2 separate regions of the Mus musculus genome follow, and region 1 is linked to region 2. A link is a contact called in public HiChIP or PLAC-seq data. All regions are on one chromosome and are shown on one strand. Each heading gives the region's core, a stretch centred on a gene start, on an enhancer-like site or on the middle of the called end of the contact. The rest is flanking DNA. Distances are from core to core; before and after follow the strand shown. Region 1 holds the start of Klhl3 (kelch-like 3). Region 2 holds the start of Tifab (TRAF-interacting protein with forkhead-associated domain, family member B).

Region 1 (3,987 bases), core at 1,047-3,546, 1.9 Mb after region 2:
AGGTGACTTGTTTGGTTGGTTTGTAAGCTGTCCCTAGAACAGGCTAATCTGAGCAGCCTGCTGAATGTTGGAAATTCTCAACTCCTCTAGACAAGAAGCAAATGGGTACTCAGAAGCCGCAGACATCAGCTCCCCTCACAAACCAGTGAAGAAGAGCTCTTCAGTATAGGGACGCTGAGCTGTAGGCAAGACTACTGTCCCCGCAAGCTCAGATGGTGGCAGCCTAGTGCCAGCCACTCATGCAGGCGGACATGGTCCAAAGCCTTACACTTCTTTCCTTGCTCCTTCCCTCTGCCAGCCACCAGGCCATTGAGAAAGAGCAAGGACACTGTCCACCTCTGCCCCAAGGCCTCTAGATGCCCCCGTTGTTCAGGAGAATCCTGTTTTGAAGAGAGCCCAGAAAGAAACTGCAAGGAACGTGGTCTAAAAGGTCCTAGGACCATGGTTCTCAACCTGGGGATCACGACGACCCCTGGGGGGTGTCAAACAACCTTTTCACAGAGGTCGCTTAAGACCATCCCAAAACAGAGATTCCTAACAGTAGCAAAATTATAGTTATGAAGTAACGAAAATAATTCCATGGTTTGGGCGTGAGGGTGGGGGTACCATCACAACATGAGGACGGGTATTAAATGGTCTCAGCGTTAGGAAGGTTGAGAGTCACTGTCCTAGACTCTTCTTGTGAGTGGGACTACAGAACGCACTGGCTTCTTAAGCTTTTCTCAGACAGAGGAGTGAAATGGATCACACCTGTTCTCTCTCACAGGGGCCCGACTCAGGACAAGCTGTGCACACTTTAAAGTAGTCTGCAACCTCACGGGTTTAGAGGAGCCCGTTCCCGTGAAACCAGCAACTCACAACTTAGAGGGGAAGCCTTCTTGCCTCTCCCTGTGATCCTCTCTCCTCAAGGAAAATGGTAAAGCCCGTCCCTCGGTGCCAACCCACGGATGAGGAGGTGGTGGCACGAAGACTTCTGCTCCATAGTCTGCCAAACTTGGCCCTGCACAGAACACCTTCACAATAGGAAGACCAGCTCCTCGGATAAATGAAAACTGTCTGTGCTCCTGCCTGCCGGGAGACAAACCCTGGCCAGCCTGTTCCTGCTCAACCCGAGTACTGAAATGCCTCCAGTTGGTTCCTATTTCATTAAAAGTCCATGAAGGGAGAAACAAGAGCTCCTGGAAGACACAGACCGTGCAGCATCTCTCAAACTTTTTGATACAGGCGAGACGGGTTGTGAGCAAATGTCACCTAACTGGGTTTCTCCCTTACCTACGCCAGTGCAGAAGCCAGTGTCCACCAACATACACACAACAGACCCGGGTTAGGTAGGAAAGCCAGCCACTTGGCATGGTTCTCGAAAATTCAACCACCTCAGTATGAACGAGGCTAGTGCCCTCTCCCAGGTCAGCTCTGCAGTGCCATCAAATCCCCCCACCAAAGACAGACACTGTGAGGACCAGGAACGCCTCCCTGAAAAGGGCAATCCCGGTTCAAGACGGGACTATTCCCAACACAGGCCAGGAAGTTCCGTCTTTCCGTGTGCTCCACTGCCCAGCAAACCCAGATTTCCCTTGGCAAGAGCCGGGTCTCTGGAGCTTTGAGCTCTGGAAGAGGAAGGTTTCCAAAGAGACTTTTCTGCCCTCGCTCTGCTTTGGGGTTCTGCAGTTGCCAGGATCTGCAAACCTGCCTAGCTGGTGCAAACAAATGGTGGTTACACCTTACGCTCGCTCGCTCGCTCGTGTTTTCTTACACATGCATACTGCACTCACCACACTTACACATACGTACCTTTCGCCCTCCATTGTGGGAGGCCCGGCAGGGTTAGTAGTCATCAAACTGTGCATGCACCCGGGAACTGGCGCTGCTCGCTGGGTTCTCCCAGCAGACCCGTGAGGGACCCTGATCAGCAACCGTGATTCAGCATGGCTGCAACTGAGACCTCCTCCCTCCCAATCCTCCTTCCTCTTGACTTACTCGCGGCAGGCTTCTACCGCAAAAGCGACGGTGCTAGAAAATGTCTTACCCAGAGCTCCCTGCAGCCCTTTCAGCTGCTAAAAGCAGCAACCCACTCGCTTCCCCTCCCCCGCAGGCTGGCTTCTCCTCTGTCTCCTAGAAACAGCCACAGCTTCGGCGGCGGCGGCGGCGACCCAAGGGCTGTGCCACCTTTCCAGCTGTTTCCACATCTGCTCAGGCATCCCCAGCCCTAGCGACTAGCCCACCCCACAGTCTCCTGCCTCCTAGGCTGCACTACAGCGGATCAGAGGGATCCTCTCTAACGCTAACAGAGAAAAACTGACCCCTCCTTCTCTCCTCCTCCTCCTAAGCTGTGAGTCTGTGGGCCTGGCCAGATTGCTGGAATGAGGAGGCCCCTCTGTGGCCTGCAATGGAGTTTACCCACCTGGGAAAATTCACTTGTGAGTAACGTCAGCGCTGCCGGATTCCCCCTCCCCGAGCCCACGGTAGTTCTGAGATGCGACATTAAGACAAGTGGGTTGGAATGTGTGGGTGTCACAGAACTGAAATGAATAAGAAGAATTAGACATGGGAGCCAGGGCCAGATGCGTTATGTGCGGAGAGAGGGGGAGGTGCAACTGAAACAAACCCCCAGTATTACAAAATGCCAAAGACCATTGCAGTGATCACCACAAAAACACCACAACAGAACCGCTTTCTAAGGTCTGCCATACTGAACCTTATGCAAGCTGTGGCTCCAACTCAAAACGTCTACTACTGAGCCCCCATCTCCCAGCCAAAGCCCCTGTGCCCTGTAACCTCTAGATGTTGGTCCTACCTGGAATGGCTCCTCTAACCCTGATCCTTGAGTCTTTATGGAAGTGCAGTAAGTCACAGGTCTTCTGAAACCTTCCCCAAATCACACCAGTGACAGCGGGTAGCCTCCAACATAAACTTCAAAGGGTATTGCCCTTATTGCTCACCTCCCCCTAACTGAGTGTCCGGGGGAGTTTGTTTTTTTGGTTTTTTTGTTTGTTTGTTGTTTTTGTTTTTTTTTTTAAGATTTATTTATTTATTATATGTAAGTACACTGTAGCTGTCTTCAGACACACCAGAAGAGGGAGTCAGATCTCGTTGAGGATGGTTGTGAGCCACCATGTGGTTGCTGGGATTTGAACTCAGGACCTTCGGAAGAGCAGTCGGGTGCTCTTACCTGCTGAGCCATCTCACCAGCCCTGTTTTTTGTTTTTTAACATGCCTTGTTTCTCGAGCTTAAAGACAATCTTGTGGAAAGCCGACCGGAAGCTAAGTTTGTGTCTTCTAGAACTAACCAGGGCTTAGAGATAATTGGGTCCATTAGTGGTGAAAATTTTCTCAGAAGCTTCCCCAATCAGGAAAGGAAAAGCCAGAAACGAGTACCCATCCATCCCTGCTTTAGGACTCCTCACCAACCAATACACCCGGCCTCTCTGGAGGCTCAGAGCAGCACTGGCTGAGTGGGCTTCTGCTGGGTAGCCTATGACCTCACACTCAATCCTTCATTCCCAGGACACTCTCTAAAGTCTCTGTCAATTCTACTAATTGCGAGTTTACAAAAGTTGCAAAGGTCCCGCTTTCCTTCTTGGTATGCCCTAGCCATCTGCCTAGTGGTGCCACTTTCCTGGACTCTCGCGTCTGTGGGAACCTCAGGAGGATATAAAGTGCACGTGTTGCTTGTACAGTTCGGGCCCGCTAAGTTTCTTCAGTTGTTTCGCAGAGTTCAAGCCATCAAGCTAAAGGAGGAACACAGGTCTAGACGCAGCAGGTGTCGATAACTTGGACGTGACAGAACACTCTGACCCCGAACCAGCTGAGGTGTGAGTCTCAAGGTTTATCTCCCCAGACACACCAGTGTCCCCTTAGCTGGGACCACAACCCAGAGTCGTTCTCCATCCGAGAAGAGCACTCACACCCAGCAGCTCCGTGTCTTCGCTTGTTCACAGTCAACCCCTCCTCTCTCTCTCCCGCCTCTTCCCTCCCTCCCTCTAATCA
Region 2 (3,712 bases), core at 886-3,385:
TTATTCTCCCCAAGCTGGGATGGGGTGGAGGTTGACACTAAACTTGGAATTCCATCTCCCTATACTCCAACAGGACATAACTGCCCATCCTCTCCAAATTGTATTGTTTTATAACACAGGTGTGCCCTTCCTTCTCAGCAAGGAATAAAGCTTACCAGCTTACAGGGTGGCGCCTGATAGTCCACAGGCCATTTGGAGACAGTTTGTCCTTGCTTTATAGGAACAGATGAGCAGACAGGACAGGCTTTCTTGAATCTGGCAGGCATGCAACAAACAAACTCTTGCAGAGTCTTCTTCGAGCCAGGTGTCAATCCAGGTGCTGTGGAGATAGGCCTTTGCTCTTGGGAGCACCGCTCTTGAAGGGAAAGATATGGTGCCTCCAGCTAGGGGGTACATAGCAATGGAAAAGGACCCTGAGTACCCCATGGAAGTAAAAACATCGAGCACCTTCTTGGGGGTGCTTCCAGCGAGCCCAGCACTTGGTTCAGGGGCCCCAACACCAGGTTCAGGGCTTGCCTTTCCTGAACATCTGGGCCACGGTAGCTCCTGGTGGAGACAGTGGACAGAAGGAAAATCTGGCTCACTGAAGACCCTCAGGAGCACCAGTAAATCCACACAAGGTCCTACAGCTCCACCTCCAGGAACTTGTCCTTCAGTGTCCAAGGGGCATGTGGGAAGGCCCCATCCAGGGTCTGCTTGGTCCCTGCCTGGCTTTAAAGAGTAGACACGGTCATATCTACACGCCCCACACCACCTAGGATTTATTGCCACTTTTAGCAAGAACCAAGGGCCGAGTGAGGTTCCACAGTAATTATATTCTTTCTCTAGCACTTGGCTTTGGTCTGCAATATATATATATTTTCTGCTAAGAAGACATGTTCTATCTTAAACTCTGTGGGGAAAACATTGCTCATCTTTCAGGGCCTGGTTCAAATGCTTTCTTCCCTGAGGAAAGTGACCTTGTCTCTGTCCTGTGACATCAACCACAAGGACACCTGGCCAACCCCTAACTTTTCATGTTTGCATTCCCCCAACTCCCAGGCTCCCAGAGTTCCACAGGCTCTTGTCTTCCTCAAGCTCCACTTCTGTCTCCCAGGCATAGGGTATGACCCACCCTGTAGTCCCTATAGCACCAGACCACAGAAAATGTCTGGAGGCATACCTGCTAAAAAAAAAATAGGTAAGGATATACCCACATACAGAAGTCATCTCTCAGCCCAATGAAAATGGGAGCCTAGTTCTTGAAGGCTGTGGGATAGGGAGCCTGTGCTAGTTTGCCAGGCTTTTGCGCTGTTGTTTTTTGAAGGTAGTATATCAATGGGGATATAGTTGGTAGTGGGGCCTTGTCCCCCCATTCCCCCGAGGATACCCTTTCCCCAGCAGACAGATGGATACACCTCAGGCTACTGCCTTCTGACCCTGAAGACCATTTCTTCCTGAGGCAGGATTCAGGTTGAGCCCAGGATGGAGGGCTGGGCACCAGTGCCCTTGGACTTGGTGAGAGTACAGAGTTCATCCTTTACAAAGTCAGTGTCATGGCCCAATGATATTGAAAGTAAACGTGGCCCTGTGGGATCTCTCTCTGAGTGCCGAGCAGTCATGTCTGATGGAAGCAGCACTCCTGCAGAGGCAGACTTGTTTGTCTTGGATCCCAGTTGATTGGGGAGAACAGAAACCCAAACCTCTTAATAGTTACCATGGCTGCTGACAAATGGAAAGGTGCTGGCTCTGGCCAGGGTTCCTCTCCTAGCCTCACCAGCCTCCCTGGGGGTCCTGGTCCCCACGACCTTCACCTACCTTACCTCCGGGGTACACCTGGCACTAACTCTGCAGCTGTGTGATCAGGCAGGACCTGGGCTGGAGGAAGACCTGGGCAGGCAAGCGCGTCCGTGGTTCGGGCGTGCACTGTGTCAGAGAGCACGTCAGCTCTGCCGCTCTTCCTTTTTCCTCTAGGAATGAAATTGAAGTATTATTTTCTCTTGCAGAAGTGGAACCGCTTGCTTGAGTTGTGAAACGGGTGCCTCTCTAGGAGGGGCCTCCGGATGGTACGCTTTCCTGGGTCTCGGTGCTCCAGCCTCTATTATTTCAGCCTCAGAGACCACAGAGTATCAGCTTCTTCTGTCCTCTGAGGGCAGAGAGCTGCTGACAGGGAGTTCCTGGGTTATGAGGTTCCTTCCAACTGTCTGGGGTTGGTCAAGGAAGCCGTACGTAATGGAGGATCTCTAGGGAGTCTCAGAAGAGACTGAGACACAGGGGAAGGGAGCCTGTGGGCACTCATGGGAAGGAACAGGAGCATGTGGGTACTCATGGGAGGGGACAGGAGAGCATGAACACTCATGGGAAGGGACAGTAGTGCATGGGCACTCATGGGAATAGGCCTCATTTATTGCATGCAGAAGGCCACCTGCTGACTTTGTCCCATTTCTCTCCTTAAAATGACATTTAAGATACTGTACTTCTGAATTAACCTGCTTGGCATAAGACAGACCTTGGATGAGATCTCCGGAGTACAATTGCCTACCTTTTTTTTTTTTTTTTTAGTTTTTATTTATTTATTTATTTATTTATTTATTTATTTATTTATTATTGTATGTAAGAACACTGTAGCTGACTTCAGACACACCAGAAGAGGGTGTCAAATCTCATTATGGGTGGCTGTGAGCCACCATGTGGTTGCTGGGAATTGAACTCAGGACCTTCCGAAGAGCAGTTGGTGCTCTTAACCACTGAGTCATCTCTCCAGCCTCCTACCTTCTTTATTTTCTGATCCCATTGCCTTTTTTTCCCTCAGGATCCTGTCACTGAAGAGTGACTTGCTGGCCCAGCTCAATGAAACAATGATGACATCTTAAGATGGGCTTCATTGTATATATTCTATATGTATTTAAAATACATAAACACTTATGTATGTATTATTAAAGCCAATCTAGGTGGAATGGTTACATATAGTTACAGAGTTTCAAATTCCTTTCCATTGTCCAGGATGCAAGGACATAAACTGCTGCTAGACATAATAATGTAAGGACACGTGCTCTGATTTCATGTATAATCGCTAAAAGAATAATAATGTCTCTGTAATATCAAGCTAATAGATGGAGAATGGGACAAAAAGCAGTTTCAATGAAGGCTGTGTGTGCTTAGAAAGGCCAGCAGAATAAGGAGGACACATACGCAGGTGGAACAAGGATAGCCCAATCCTGGCCTACAGTTGGGTTGGGTAGAACGAGAGAGGGGACCATCATGCATTGCTTTCCCTGAGCAGAGACTCACTCATTCCAGAGGTTCTCCCGCTGTCTGCTTTCAGGAGGATTTGCTGATGTGCTGAGTCCTCCAGCACAGTGCCTTCGAGGCTCAGAGGCTGCTTGCTCTTCAGGGGAGCTCGGAGACCCAGCTATTCCCCAGTCTACCCTAGAGTCAGTGATTTCATCACTGACTCCAAAGCTCAGAGGTGACTTACCAGGGTCACATAATCAATCTCCGGCACAACCAGGTGAGGACCCCGGTGGACTGATCCCCAGTCCCCAAGGCCTGCCCATAGTGGAATTCCTTGTTTGCTGGGCCACAGAGTCCCTCTAGGCCATGCTTTGGGGATAGTCTTCTGGGTCTGGGATGAGGGGAGTTCTTACTCTGTCATCAATGATTCGGGCTAGGTGGGAATGAGCCAGGCTGCCTCTCAGAGCCACTGATGGCTGGGAACAGGGTGCTTTTAAGA

Evidence for each region. HiChIP or PLAC-seq counts read pairs in DNA pulled down with a chosen protein or histone mark.
Region 1: an H3K27ac HiChIP or PLAC-seq map of large pre-B cells shows a contact between it and region 2, with 6 times the contacts expected there. The contact joins the promoter of Klhl3 here to the promoter of Tifab in region 2.

The regions. Positions count from the first base shown.
Region 1 is chr13:58,111,351-58,115,337 of GRCm38.p6, forward strand. Klhl3 (kelch-like 3) reads right to left here and starts at 2,297. Exons shown (of 15, transcript NM_001362415.2): 1 at 1,792-2,297. The coding sequence starts at 1,805. It overlaps Gm33389 (a long non-coding RNA gene), which reads left to right. Exons shown (of 5, transcript XR_003950588.1): 5 at 767-1,620. Gm52040 (a long non-coding RNA gene) reads left to right here and starts at 2,350. Exons shown (of 3, transcript XR_003950589.1): 1 at 2,350-2,417; 2 at 3,713-3,810.
Region 2 is chr13:56,176,750-56,180,461 of GRCm38.p6, forward strand. Tifab (TRAF-interacting protein with forkhead-associated domain, family member B) reads right to left here and starts at 2,136. Exons shown (of 3, transcript NM_001168615.1): 1 at 1,798-2,136; 2 at 156-383. It overlaps Gm31657 (a long non-coding RNA gene), which reads left to right. Exons shown (of 8, transcript XR_382472.1): 3 at 3,305-3,490.